Regions from separate parts of the Mus musculus genome. Here regions 1 and 3 are each linked to region 2. Evidence: chromatin contacts called from public Hi-C and promoter capture Hi-C data. All regions are on one chromosome and are shown on one strand. The core of a region is the stretch at or near the end of the contact, and the rest is flanking DNA. Distances in the headings are between cores, read along the strand shown.

The links. Promoter capture Hi-C pulls out the DNA fragments that hold promoters and counts their contacts. A called contact is a pair of places that touch in the nucleus more often than the background predicts.
Region 1: a contact with region 2 is called in a Hi-C map of B cells, with 11 read pairs. The contact joins the promoter of Zfp266 here to the promoter of Zfp317 in region 2. A contact is called at or near these places in 1 of 484 Hi-C or Micro-C datasets (B cells), 5 of 115 datasets of contacts at active chromatin or transcription factors (the 230-238 cell line, astrocytes, embryonic stem cells and 2 more) and 2 of 9 other capture datasets (adipose tissue and liver).
Region 3: a contact with region 2 is called in a promoter capture Hi-C map of pre-B cells, with 9 times the contacts expected there. The contact joins the promoter of Zfp26 here to the promoter of Zfp317 in region 2. A contact is called at or near these places in 13 of 39 promoter capture datasets (the 3T3-L1 cell line, the C10 cell line, the HPC-7 cell line and 6 more), 2 of 484 Hi-C or Micro-C datasets (cortical neurons and spermatogonial stem cells), 4 of 115 datasets of contacts at active chromatin or transcription factors (astrocytes, embryonic stem cells and memory CD8 T cells) and 2 of 9 other capture datasets (adipose tissue and embryonic stem cells).

What each region holds. Positions count from the first base shown.
Region 1 is chr9:20,519,061-20,523,016 of GRCm38.p6, forward strand. Zfp266 (zinc finger protein 266) reads right to left here and starts at 2,359. Exons shown (of 9, transcript NM_001082485.1): 1 at 2,284-2,359; 2 at 1,960-2,059.
Region 2 is chr9:19,619,873-19,623,790 of GRCm38.p6, forward strand. Zfp317 (zinc finger protein 317) reads left to right here and starts at 2,219. Exons shown (of 9, transcript NM_172918.4): 1 at 2,219-2,413.
Region 3 is chr9:20,458,568-20,462,313 of GRCm38.p6, forward strand. Zfp26 (zinc finger protein 26) reads right to left here and starts at 1,593. Exons shown (of 10, transcript NM_011753.3): 1 at 1,378-1,593; 2 at 980-1,094.

The DNA.
Region 1 (3,956 bases), core at 1,109-3,608, 900 kb after region 2:
TTATATGAGTTATAGTCATACATATACTTTTTGTGTTTTGTACAATCAACATTGTCAAATAAAAAGGTGTATGGAACATCTGTGCTGGGGAGGAGGAGGAGGAGGAAGAAGAAGAGGAGGAAGAGGAAGAAGAGAAAGAAGAAAAAGAAAAGGAGGAAGAGGAGGAGGAGGAGGAAGCAGTAGCCACCCCAGCCCCAGCTCCTCAGAAATGGCTGAGTGTGTAATGGCATTTGCCACCAAGCCTAAAAACCTAAGGTTCCCCGAGTTCAATTTCTGGGACCCACACGATGAAAGGAAAGATGGACACCTGACACTTACCCCAGGATATACATGCACTCATGTGGACAAAATCAAATGGAGTTTAACCCGTTAAAAGGCTGTGGATATAGCTCAGTGACAGAGCACTTATTTACCATGTCCAAGGCCCCAGGTTCGCCACCTAGACTCTGTCTCAGTCTCTGTCTCTGTCTCTGTCTCTGTCTCTCTCTCTCTCTCTCTCTCTCTCTCTCTCTCTCACACACACACACACACACCTTACCTTTGTGTACTCTCATATAACAAAGGTGTATTAACTCAAAAACTCAGTAGACTGTATGAACTTCCAAAGCTCTCATCAATTGGTAATACAGTTATTCAGGACTGTAAGAACAGGCTTAAGCTAGATTTTTGTCACTACCTCCCTTCACTGGTGTGCTGAAGCTGAAACCCAGGGCCTCACACATTCTAGGCAAGAGCTATATACCACTTCACTCAGAAATCCAAGCATCAGTTAGTCTACAGTGAAAAAAAATCAAAAATGGAGAAAAAAATTTAAATGGAGAAAAATGCCAACAGAAACAAACCATCGAAATGCGAAAATGCATACCTCCTTAAAAAGTTACTATAACAAACAACATGACCTACCCTAGGTTCAAAGATCCTAAAAAGGTATCTGAAAATTTCAATATAAGAACCTTAAAATGGGGGTTGAAGACTTAGTTAAAAGTACATACGGCTCTTCCAGAACCAGAGATCTGGTTCCCAGCACCACACCGGCACCGCACCAGGTGGCTCACAACCTCCTGTAACGCAGCTGTAGGGAGCCAAGGCCCTTTGTGACATCCAGGGGCACTGCACTCAAGGCAGAAACCCACACCCCACACATAAACAGATAACAACTTAAAATAGATTAAATAACAGCAAAAATGCCTTAAAGAGGTCTTGGTTTATAGCTCAGTAAGAGAGCTTACTAAACATGCACAAAGCCCTAGATTCAATTCCCACTATTAGAAAAACAAAGAAACTTTGAAAAGATCTTAGATGCAAAAACACCCAAAAACTTATAACAATGAAGAATTCTGATTTCACACAAAGAAGATATTAGATAATATTAATTTTTTATTATCTTGGCTGAAAGATCAGTATTTACGGTCTTACTGGGTCAGTATCTTCTTTTTTTTTTTTTTTAGAAAATGTATTACCCCGTTATGTAAAAAAATCATGCCTGAAATTCCCAACCTATTCTCAAATAGTTCAACATAAACTGTATTTTAATTTTCCTTGAAAAACCAACCAGTTTAATCAGTACTAACCTAACAAAGCCTCCATTTTTTAAAGTCTGCAAGGAGGCACAGGCCTACAACATTCAGACAATAGCTAACTATTTGGGCTAGGGTGTAGCTCAGCAGGAGAGTGCTTAGCATCATGAGGCTCTGAGTTGCGGCCCCAGCATCAAATCAAGAGTAACTTGTTATCCTTACTTTTCTTCAACACAAAGACCCGGGTCTTTGTACGTTTATATTTATATACAGATAAATGCACTCTGCGAAAGTCTACAACGAAGTTGCCTTTTTAAAAAAATCAGAATGCAATGTGTCTCAGGTAAACATAGGTCCCACGAAAGCGAAATAATCGGATAAAGCATTCCTTTCCATACACACACAAAAAGAAAAACAAGAGGAAAAGGCTGCCCTCACCCACCTTTCAGCCAAAGCTCGGCTCCCCCAAACAGAATCGCCCGGTCCAAGAATGGAAAATGCAGCGTCTCAATGTGATACCAATGGCGAAAAGTCTATTCTTTCTGGGGAGGAAAATAATTCCACGAAGGTTACTTTACACCGGCTTTAGAAGAAAGGTGGGTGCAAACAGCTCAGGGCTGAGTCGGGATGCGCACTCGGGCCGCGGCACCCGGGAAGGCTGCAGAGCCCGGGAAGCCGCGGGACCCCGCGAGCAGAGCTCGGCCCGCCTCCCCGCACAGGCCTACCGAGTCCTCGCCCTCCCCGCGCCGCCCCCGCAGCTCCTCACCGAATCCTCACCGAGCGCTGCGTGGAGAGCCCTCGGACAAACGCCGAGAAGGACTCAGAGCTCGGAGAAAAGGGGGGGCTGGCCGTGACGTCACTTCCATTTCCGGCTCGGAGTTCTCAGCCACGTTGGAGCTCTCCAAGCTGGAGAGAAAAACTTGTTTGTTCCAGCGTCCCGACAGTTGCACCCTTTTTCGGGTGGGTTCATAAGGGGCGTTGAGACAGGAAAAGAGCCGAGAGGTCGAGATCAGAAGCGAGACCTTGAAGGGGGAGCAGTGCGGGGGCGGGGCGAGAGGCGGGACCAGGCCGGGGTGCGCCTCGGTTGATGGCGGACCGGTGGGGCGAGGATGGGTGTGGGGACGCCCCGGTGGAGATGCTGCTGACAAAAGCTTTTCTCTCCCGCCTCTCCCTCACGCTCGCGATGCCCTTAGCCATGTTGCACAATCTGCCAACCCAGGAAAAATGATCCGTTTGGTCCATTCAGTTAGTGCTGTCTCCAGACACCTTTATGTCGACCTGTCTTTGTGTGTCTCTGGACTCTGCTAACACCTCAGTCCTTGATTCCATCACGTTTTCACCACCCAGGGCTGTTAGTAGAGCCCGGACTAGCATCACGAAGCCCTGGGATCCATCGCCAGTACCGTAGATGGTACTAGTGGTGCTTGGGAGAAGAAGACAAAGTTCAAGGCCATCCTTGGCTACATAGTAAATTCAAGGCCAGTCTGTCTGGGATACATGAAACCCTGTATCCAAAATGCTTAGTTCCTAACATCTTTTCCTGATTTTTCGTGATAATGGGGTGTGTGTATGTGTGTGCATGGTTTAACAGAGTAAGCAGGCATGTACATGGCAATGTATGGAGGTCAGGGGACAACTTTCAGGCGTCCGTTATCACCATGGGTTTCAGCAATGGAAGTCAGCTTCTCTTTCACCCACTGAGCCAGCTTTTTGGCCCAAACGACTTAATTTTTAGAGACAGTTTAACAGCTTGGGTGTTTTCTATTTTTGGAATAATTCAGAGTAAAACTAGGTCAGGCATAGTGATATGCACCTTTAACAGCCCTCAGGAGGCAAACACAAGTGGATCTCTGTGAGTTCAAGGCCAGAAAGAGTTATAAACTACTTCATAGTTTCACATGGATCCTATATGGATACTAGCTTTGTGTGTGTGTGTGTGTGTGTGTGTGTGTGTGTGTGTGTGTGTGTCTCATATGGCTGTGACTGTGAATATAAGACATGAACCTAGAAAGGGGACCATGAATGGGAGATCAAAAGATGTTTTAAAGAAATGGAGAAGTTGGTCTGGAGAGATTGCTCAGTGGTTAAGAACCTTTGTTGCTCTTCCAAAGGACCCTGGTTCAGTTCCCAGTACGCATATGGCAGCCTACAAGTGTCTGTAACTCCTTTTCCAGTATACCTGATACCTCTTTTGTTCTCCATGGACATGAGACAAGCATGCAATGCCCAGACATACATGCAGGAAAAGCACCCATACATCAATAATAATAATAAATAGAAATAAAGGCATTAAATTGGGAGGAAGAGAAGGGTACATTTTGGGGAGGTGGGAACTGTGGAAGGAAATGACAGTCAACCAAAACAAGGTATGAATAGAAATGCCTAATGAAACCTTGTTGCTCTGCTGACTAAAAAACAGGCAAGGGGCCAGGCGTGGTG
Region 2 (3,918 bases), core at 969-3,468:
ATTTCATGCTGTTTATTACGAGAGCTCTGTAGTATAATTGGAGTTTAGTTGTCATGATACCAGCAGTTCTTTTACCATTCAGGGTTGTTTTAGCTGTAACAAATTGTGTGTGTGTGTGTGTGTGTGTGTGTGTGTGTGTGTGTGTGTGTGTGTGTTTAAATGAAGCTGAAAATTGTCCTTTCAAATTTTGTGAAGAATTTGTTTAAAATTTGATGTGAATTTTACATTGAATCTAAAGTTTGCTTTTGGTAGGACCATTATTTTTACACAGTTCTATTTGTTACTTACCTTATTGTTGTGACAACATAAATAACAAGAAGTAACTTAAAATTAAAGAGTTATTTGGGCTTATAGTTTGAGAGGATTCAGTCCATTCTGGTTGGGAAATCCTGGCAGTAGGGGATAAAGCAGCTTGTCATATTGCATCTGCTGTTAAGAAGCACTGAGCAAATGGAACCGGAATCAGACTCTCAAACCTCAAGACCTACCCACTCTAGTGACTCTATCAAAGTTCCAGTTCCTAAAGGTTACACAGATTGCATAAACAGATGTCCCTGTATTGGTCAGCTACATAAGCTTGTGGCTACAATTTTACCTTCAAACAGCAACAGAGTTACAGCAAGAGCCTGGAAATCATTGCTGTATGTCTCAGATGCTACCTGGTAACATTTTTGACTCTCAGTGTGGTAGATGCTAGTGTTAAATTGACCCATTCAAGGTAAAATGAGTAATATTTTGTGAATTAGTGAATGCAGGTTGACAAATAGAAGTATAAAAATGTTGACTGCTACTATCTGAAATTTCCCTACTGCCAAAAAAAAAGAAAGAAAGAAAGAAAGAAAGAAAGAAAGAAAGAAAGAAAGAAAGAAAGAAAAGAAAGGAAAAGAAAAAAAGGAAAAGAAAAGAAAAGAAAGGAAAAAGAGAATACAAATGTATACTAACTTTGAAGATTCTTTAATCTTTAATAGTATCATGATTTTCATGGTCCATGCTGAGAGGATAGGTTGATAATGCAGAAATACTATGGTTATGAGAACTTTATAACTTCATGTGAAGTTCAAATACTATCATAAATCAAATTAACTTAGGCAATTTCCAGTATCCTCAGTTCATTTCATTGCCCATCCCTATATCTGGCTGAACAACCTTTATGAAATTCTTTAACATATATTATTAAGACATGAATAATCTTAATCAATCCTAAAAACTTACAATGCTATAGATAGCAACACAGATACACAGCAGAGTTTTTTGTCCTACTTTTCTGCAAGATATTAATCTATCACCCATCATATTTATTAAATGCCTTGATCTTTCACTCTTTTCATTCTATGACTAATAAAATCCCATGTGTGCAGTTCCTTGGCAAAAATTTGTCTTTTGTCACACCCTCAGTTGGTGTTTCTGGGTCATGGTCTTTGGTATTTGTTTGTGAACAAATTTATCTGCGGCAAGAGTAGTTTTGTGTTGACACCGATTTTGAAACGAACAAGTTGATAAAGCTGCTATATTTGAGGTTAGGTTGGGTGTGTTTTCAGTATTTAAATATGTGTCTAAATATCTTAAGTAAGGCAGTGTAGTTTTGGGGGTATAGGTATGGGTTATGGGTTATAGTGATTGCATACAATATTTAAAGTAGGAAGAGTGACTGCTAACAGGTTCAGGTTGATGATCTTAGAAAGAAGAACAAGCTGAAGGCAGGCCCATAAGATGATGTGGTGCAATTAGAACTTGGAAAAAGCATATATATACATATATACATATATACATATATACATATATACACATATACACATATACACATACACACATACACACATACACACATACACACATACACACATACACACATACACACATACACACATACACACATACACACATACACACATACACACATACACACATACACACATACACACATACACACATACACACATACACACATATATATATTCTACTTGAGCATCCTTGTCAGGGCCGTCCAACTAGAAACTACATTTCCCATAAACCCTTGTCAGGGCCGTCCAACGTAGAAACTACATTTCCCATAAACCATTTCAATCTCATTTAGAAGCAATTAATCGGTTTCGCGAGAGTTCCTAGTTCACCAAGAATGCACGGCTCATTAAGGTTATCAAACTCCATTTCCCAAGATGCACGCCGTGAAGGTTTCACGTTATAAAAGGCTTATGAAGTTTCGCGAGATTTCGAAGACGGACGTGAAGTAGAAGCCATTGCTTCGGGGAGCTAGTGGAAGTCACATGTGCGAAAGGATAGTTGGGGTTTCCCCTGTGTTTGGACCCTCCTGTTCCCCGAAGCGTTCTGAAGCATTCCGGGGCCTTGCGTGAACTTCTAGTTCTTCCGCCTTAGCCGCGGAGACTTCCGCTTCCTGGATTCCACCCTCAGTCTGGTAAGCCCGTGGTTCGTCACTTAACCCGTTAGCTCCAGGAAGCGGAGGGCTGTGGCCGGGATGAGGACAGCAGAAACCTTAGGAGGCGTGCCTTGAGGTCCCCATCCTGGCGACCCAGGAGAGGTTTTAAAATATGTAGACCAGGATGTTCAGGGGTGTCGGAATGACAGTGATTGCTCTTAGCATGGGTTTCCTTCCTAAAACTATCATTGATATGTGCACACCTTTTTCTTTTTGTTATTGTGAAACTTGCCTAATACCTTTTCTATTATGTTAAATCATCAGTTGCTTTATGCGTTTGTTGGCTGACAATCCTCATGTGAATAAATTACTTGTAAACATAGTTGTAATTTAATTTGAAAGTTAATCTAATTAAATACTTTGAACTTTTTCCATAATATTTTTCCAAGCTTTTATATAAAAGCCACAACTTCAATAAACATATAATTAAAGATAATTAAAGATAGCAATAGCTATGTTTTTTGCAGAGGCCAAATTTTTGTTTGTAGTCTACAAGGTGACAATGGTATCCGTAAGTAATAAACATGACTTTAGAAGTTAGTGATGATGGTTACACAATAATGAACATGATAGGTGCCAGGGAAATTGAACACTTAAATTTTAAATAAAATGGCAATTTTTATATTATGAAAAAATATTAAAACGATGACCATTTAGTGAATTTATAAGCTAGATTATGATGGAGATCATTAAAGACTCGTGTGCTCTTGTTATAGTACATATTTTCTCTCCCCTATAGTGAAATATGTGGATTTTGCTGTTCCCCCAATACTATTATGTATTTTAATGAAATCATTTTTCTACTGATCCAAGTATCCCATTGCACCAAGTATCTTAAACTCAAAAGGTAGTCACTTTTCAATAGTGTCACACCTTATATTTTAAAATGAGATGTAAAACCCAGATGCTGCATTTCTCTCTCCAAGGTGTGTTGGGTCTGTATTTTAGTCTTTAGAATATTGACATTTTTATGCCATTAAATTTTATAGTTAATCTGTTTATATAGCTGAGCAATTTGATTTTAAGTGTATTTTCTTTTTTTTTCCTCTCAACCTTTTTTCTACTTGTTTTTTTTTTTTTTTTAATTTTTTATTAGGTATTTTCTTCATTACATTTCAAATGCTGTCCCAAAAGTCCCCTATCCCCCACCTTAGAATTCTGTGGTTCATATTGTTGTTCCTTACCTGTGTTTTCAATAACATTTTCTTCAAGCTGTTATACTTTATGAATTTGAGATCAAGATTATTTCTAAAATATATATTTCTACTAATTTAGTACAGTATTTGGATGTTGTTCATAGGCAGTTCTGTCACCTGACTAAAATAAGTAAATATGCTTCCTTTTAATTATACACATTTGTTATATCCTGGTTTGGATGGAGATTTGAAATATTGGTAGTGAGTTTATCTAGCACAATCATAGATGACCCTGCTTTCCTTCTGACTCTTAAGTAAAATTGGCTTCCCATATGCTGGAATTTTTTC
Region 3 (3,746 bases), core at 343-2,842, 840 kb after region 2:
CCAAAGCAGACCTGGCCTCCAGGTTCTCCCAGAATCCCTCAGTTCCTACCTGGCATTCCCTGCCCAACCCTGAACTTTCCAGGCCAGGGACTGGGCTGCCCTTCCCACAAAGGCTCTTCCCTATATAAACCAAACACTTTGGTCTCCCCTTTCTTGTGTTTTCTTTCTCTCTTTCTCTCTCTCTCTCCTTCCCTCCCCCCCCCCCCCACTTTCTTTCTCTGCCCACAGATGCCTTTTCTCCTGCCCACCCCCCAATCCCCACTCCACACAATGACTTCCCCGGCCTCTATCCTTGGGGCCAATGTACTCACCAGAGAGCAGCGTCCCAATAAACCTGCTCTAATATTCTAATCTGGCTTGAATTGGCTCATTTCACCAGTGGAGAAATAACATATCAAATAAAGCCTCACCCATTCCTTAACAGAGTTCTATTATTTATTTAAGGGGGGGGGGGCGCACATGACTGCAAGTGCCTAGAGACTCTGGTCTCCCCATTCCCAGATAGCTGGAATTACAGGCTGTTACACGCCACTAACATGGGTGCTGGGAACTAAAATCTGATCCTCTAGAAATGACATGTGGTCTCTTAATCACTAATCCATCTCTCCAGTCCCAAGTTTCAGTTTTTCATGAGCCATCCCTTGAGTGCCAAACTCCCTATTTTTCCCTTGTTAATACTTTATTGTTGGGATGAAGGGAAGGGGTAAGGGATGGTTTGTGGTCTGCAAACAGATAAATATGCATGGCCTGAGCATTTAACACTTTCTCAAAATGGATGCATGAGGTTTGGGGGAGAGAGAGAGAGGGGAGAGGAGAAAGGGAGAGTGCAAGAGAGGGATGGAGGGAAGAAGGGAGGGAGAGAGAGAGAGAAACAGAAAGAACTAATGAAATGCATCGGTTTCCACGAAAGCAACTAAATTCTAATAGTTGATAGTGAGAGAGACTGTGGAGGAAATGAGAACGGACAGAAGCTCCTCACCCTGGGACTTTCCTGCTCCATCAAATTCCACCCACTGCTCACAATGAAGCGGGATGGCCAGGTTCCTGGAGCGATGGGGCGCGAAGACAGATTCCAACGGCCGAAATCCTTCTTTCTGGAAGGCAAAAATTTTGTACGATTACCTTAAAGGCGTTCGAGGCAGCAAGGGCTACATTCGAAGGCACGGGGAGCTCAAATATCGTTCCGATGAAATGGCCCCCGGCCGGGACCTGAGAAGTGCAGGGCCCTAGCCTCTGAGAAGCAACGGGGCGAGACTCGCGGCCTGGGAACCAGCGGAGTCGCCATGGAGGCCACACCCAGGCCTCACTCCCCACCTCCGCCACCGCCCATCCCCTTACCTAGCCTCACCAGAACCCGCCCAGCCGGCCTGCTACTACCGAGAAAAAGAGAAGGGGGCCGCACGAAGCCACACCGGAAGAGACGGAGGCGAGCTGCGGTTCACTTCCGTTTACCGTGTCCGAGTCCTTCCGGAATTGAAATTTCGGTTCCCCGGAATTGGATGCCGATTGATTCTGAAGCGGAGGTTAAAAGCCCAGTCAAAGAATGAAATTGAAGTTTGAACAAGATTTCTGAGCGAGAACGGCCTTCTCGATTGGCCAATCCCAGTGCAAAGTTAAACACACACCGGGAAGTACGGGGTCTCAGGAGGCTCACAAACCTTTCCTTCCCTACCTCCTCTTGGTTCCTGTACTTCCTGGGCAGATGCACTGCCAGGTCTGTGAACCAGCCTATAGCTTCCATTTAACCACTTCAGTCTTTACTCTCTGGATACCATGCTAAATTCTAATCGTTGGTAGTGAAACGAGCTAGAAAGATGGGGAAAATGAAGAGGACATGAAAAAAGAAAGCCTCACACCCTGAGACTTTCTGATGAAAAATTTAAAATGTGAACACAACTGATACAGCCAAAAATTGCATATACAGAGGGAAAAAATGTGTGTTTTCATAAAGATATCTCAAATAAGATGTTAAAAGCAAATATCAGTGCATGGCAGCACACCCCTGCAATCACAGCACGCAGAGGCAGAGACAGGCAATCTTCTTGATTCGAGGACTGCTAGATCCACAAAATAAGTTTCAAGCCAGCCAGGACTGCAAAGTGAAAACTCATCTCAAAACAAAATGAAAATAGTAAGGCGACAAATTCTACTTACTTAGGGCCAAAATGTCAATAGTCTTGAATTTTACTATATTAGCATTCCTCTCAACCCTAAATCTGAACAATGTACTTCACAAAACCATCTTACAATTTCATTTACAAACATATTCATTAAGAGTAAACAGTAAGAGTAAAAATTAAGTTAATATATTGTACTTAATTTTAAATGTTATTTAAATTTTAAGCTATGCTTAATCTTTAAACCTTATAAATTATATCCTTTGAGAAATATAACTTAGAAAGTCACAAGATTTTATATGTGTGTGTGTGTGTGTGTGTGTGTGTGTATGCATTGAAGATATACTTAAATGGGATGCCCTATAGAAGCCCACACCAGTATCTTGTGATTGTGTACTATCTCTTTCCTATAAAACTTTGTGTCCTCTACTGATCTAGCACTAAGGAGGCAGAAGCCAGCGAATATCTGTGATTTTGAGGCTAGCCAACTCTACAAAGTGAATTCTAGGACAGCCAGGGGCTGGTATATAGAGATACCCTGTGGAAGAAGAGAAGAAAGAGGAGGAGACCAACAACAAAAACAAAGGGGTGTGTGTGTGTGTGTGTGTGTGTGTGTGTGTGTGTCTGTGTGTGTGTGTGCATGAGCCCTGGCCCTCTAGAAGAGCTTTATACCTTCATATTATGTTTGCTCCAGGAATGAAAGTGGCCATGCAGTATTCCTTTCCTCTGTGTGTGTGTGCATGTGTGTGTGTGTGTGTGTTCTGTGACTTAGCCTGTCTGTCACCACCTTTAATTGTTGGCAGACAGATATCCTGAGATTGGTTTTGAATGTCTTGGTGAGTTGTGACAATGAGCTAGCCTTGGATGCTAGCCCTGAGTATCTGAAATAAGACCTGGGGCCCTTGCAGGATTTGCTCACTGATGCCCACGATGGAACATCTGTAAGTCACAGTTGAACTCTGTGCCATTCTTAGTCTAGAGGTGGCCCACCCAGCAGCTTACTTCAGTTGGAAATATGCAAATGCATTTGGCCTTTTTTTTACTAGGGATTTTGCAGGAAACCTTGCTAAATACTTTTTAGCTTTTATTGCATTTCTATGTTTTGTGTGTTCATGGACACATGTGCCTTGGTACACTATGGAGGTCAGAGAATAACTTACAGGCATCGATTCTCTCCTTTCACTACGTGGGTCTTGAGAATCAAACCCAGATCATTAAGCTTGGCAACATACTTACAAGTTTACAAGTCTTAGTTTTTATGTTCTCTCTCTCTCTCTCTCTCTCTCTCTCTCTCTCTCTCTCTCTCTCTCTCTCTCTCTCTCTTAGTTGGGGAGGCTGTTTGAGGCAGGGTCTCTCTATTATGTAGCTCTGGCTGTCCTGGGAGTTCACTATGTAAAGGAAGCTGACTTCAAACTCACAGAAAAGTACCTTCTTCTCCCTCCCATGTTTGTTTGTTTGTTGTTGTTGTTGTTGGGACAGAGTCTCTCTATGTAAAGCAGGCTGAGCTTGAGGCCTTGGAACACACAGAACTCTGCCTATCTCTATCTCCCTAGTACTGGAATTAGTATTGAGCCACCATACCCATCAGTTCTAATGTATTTTTAAGGGTTTATACATGAGCTTTCCCAG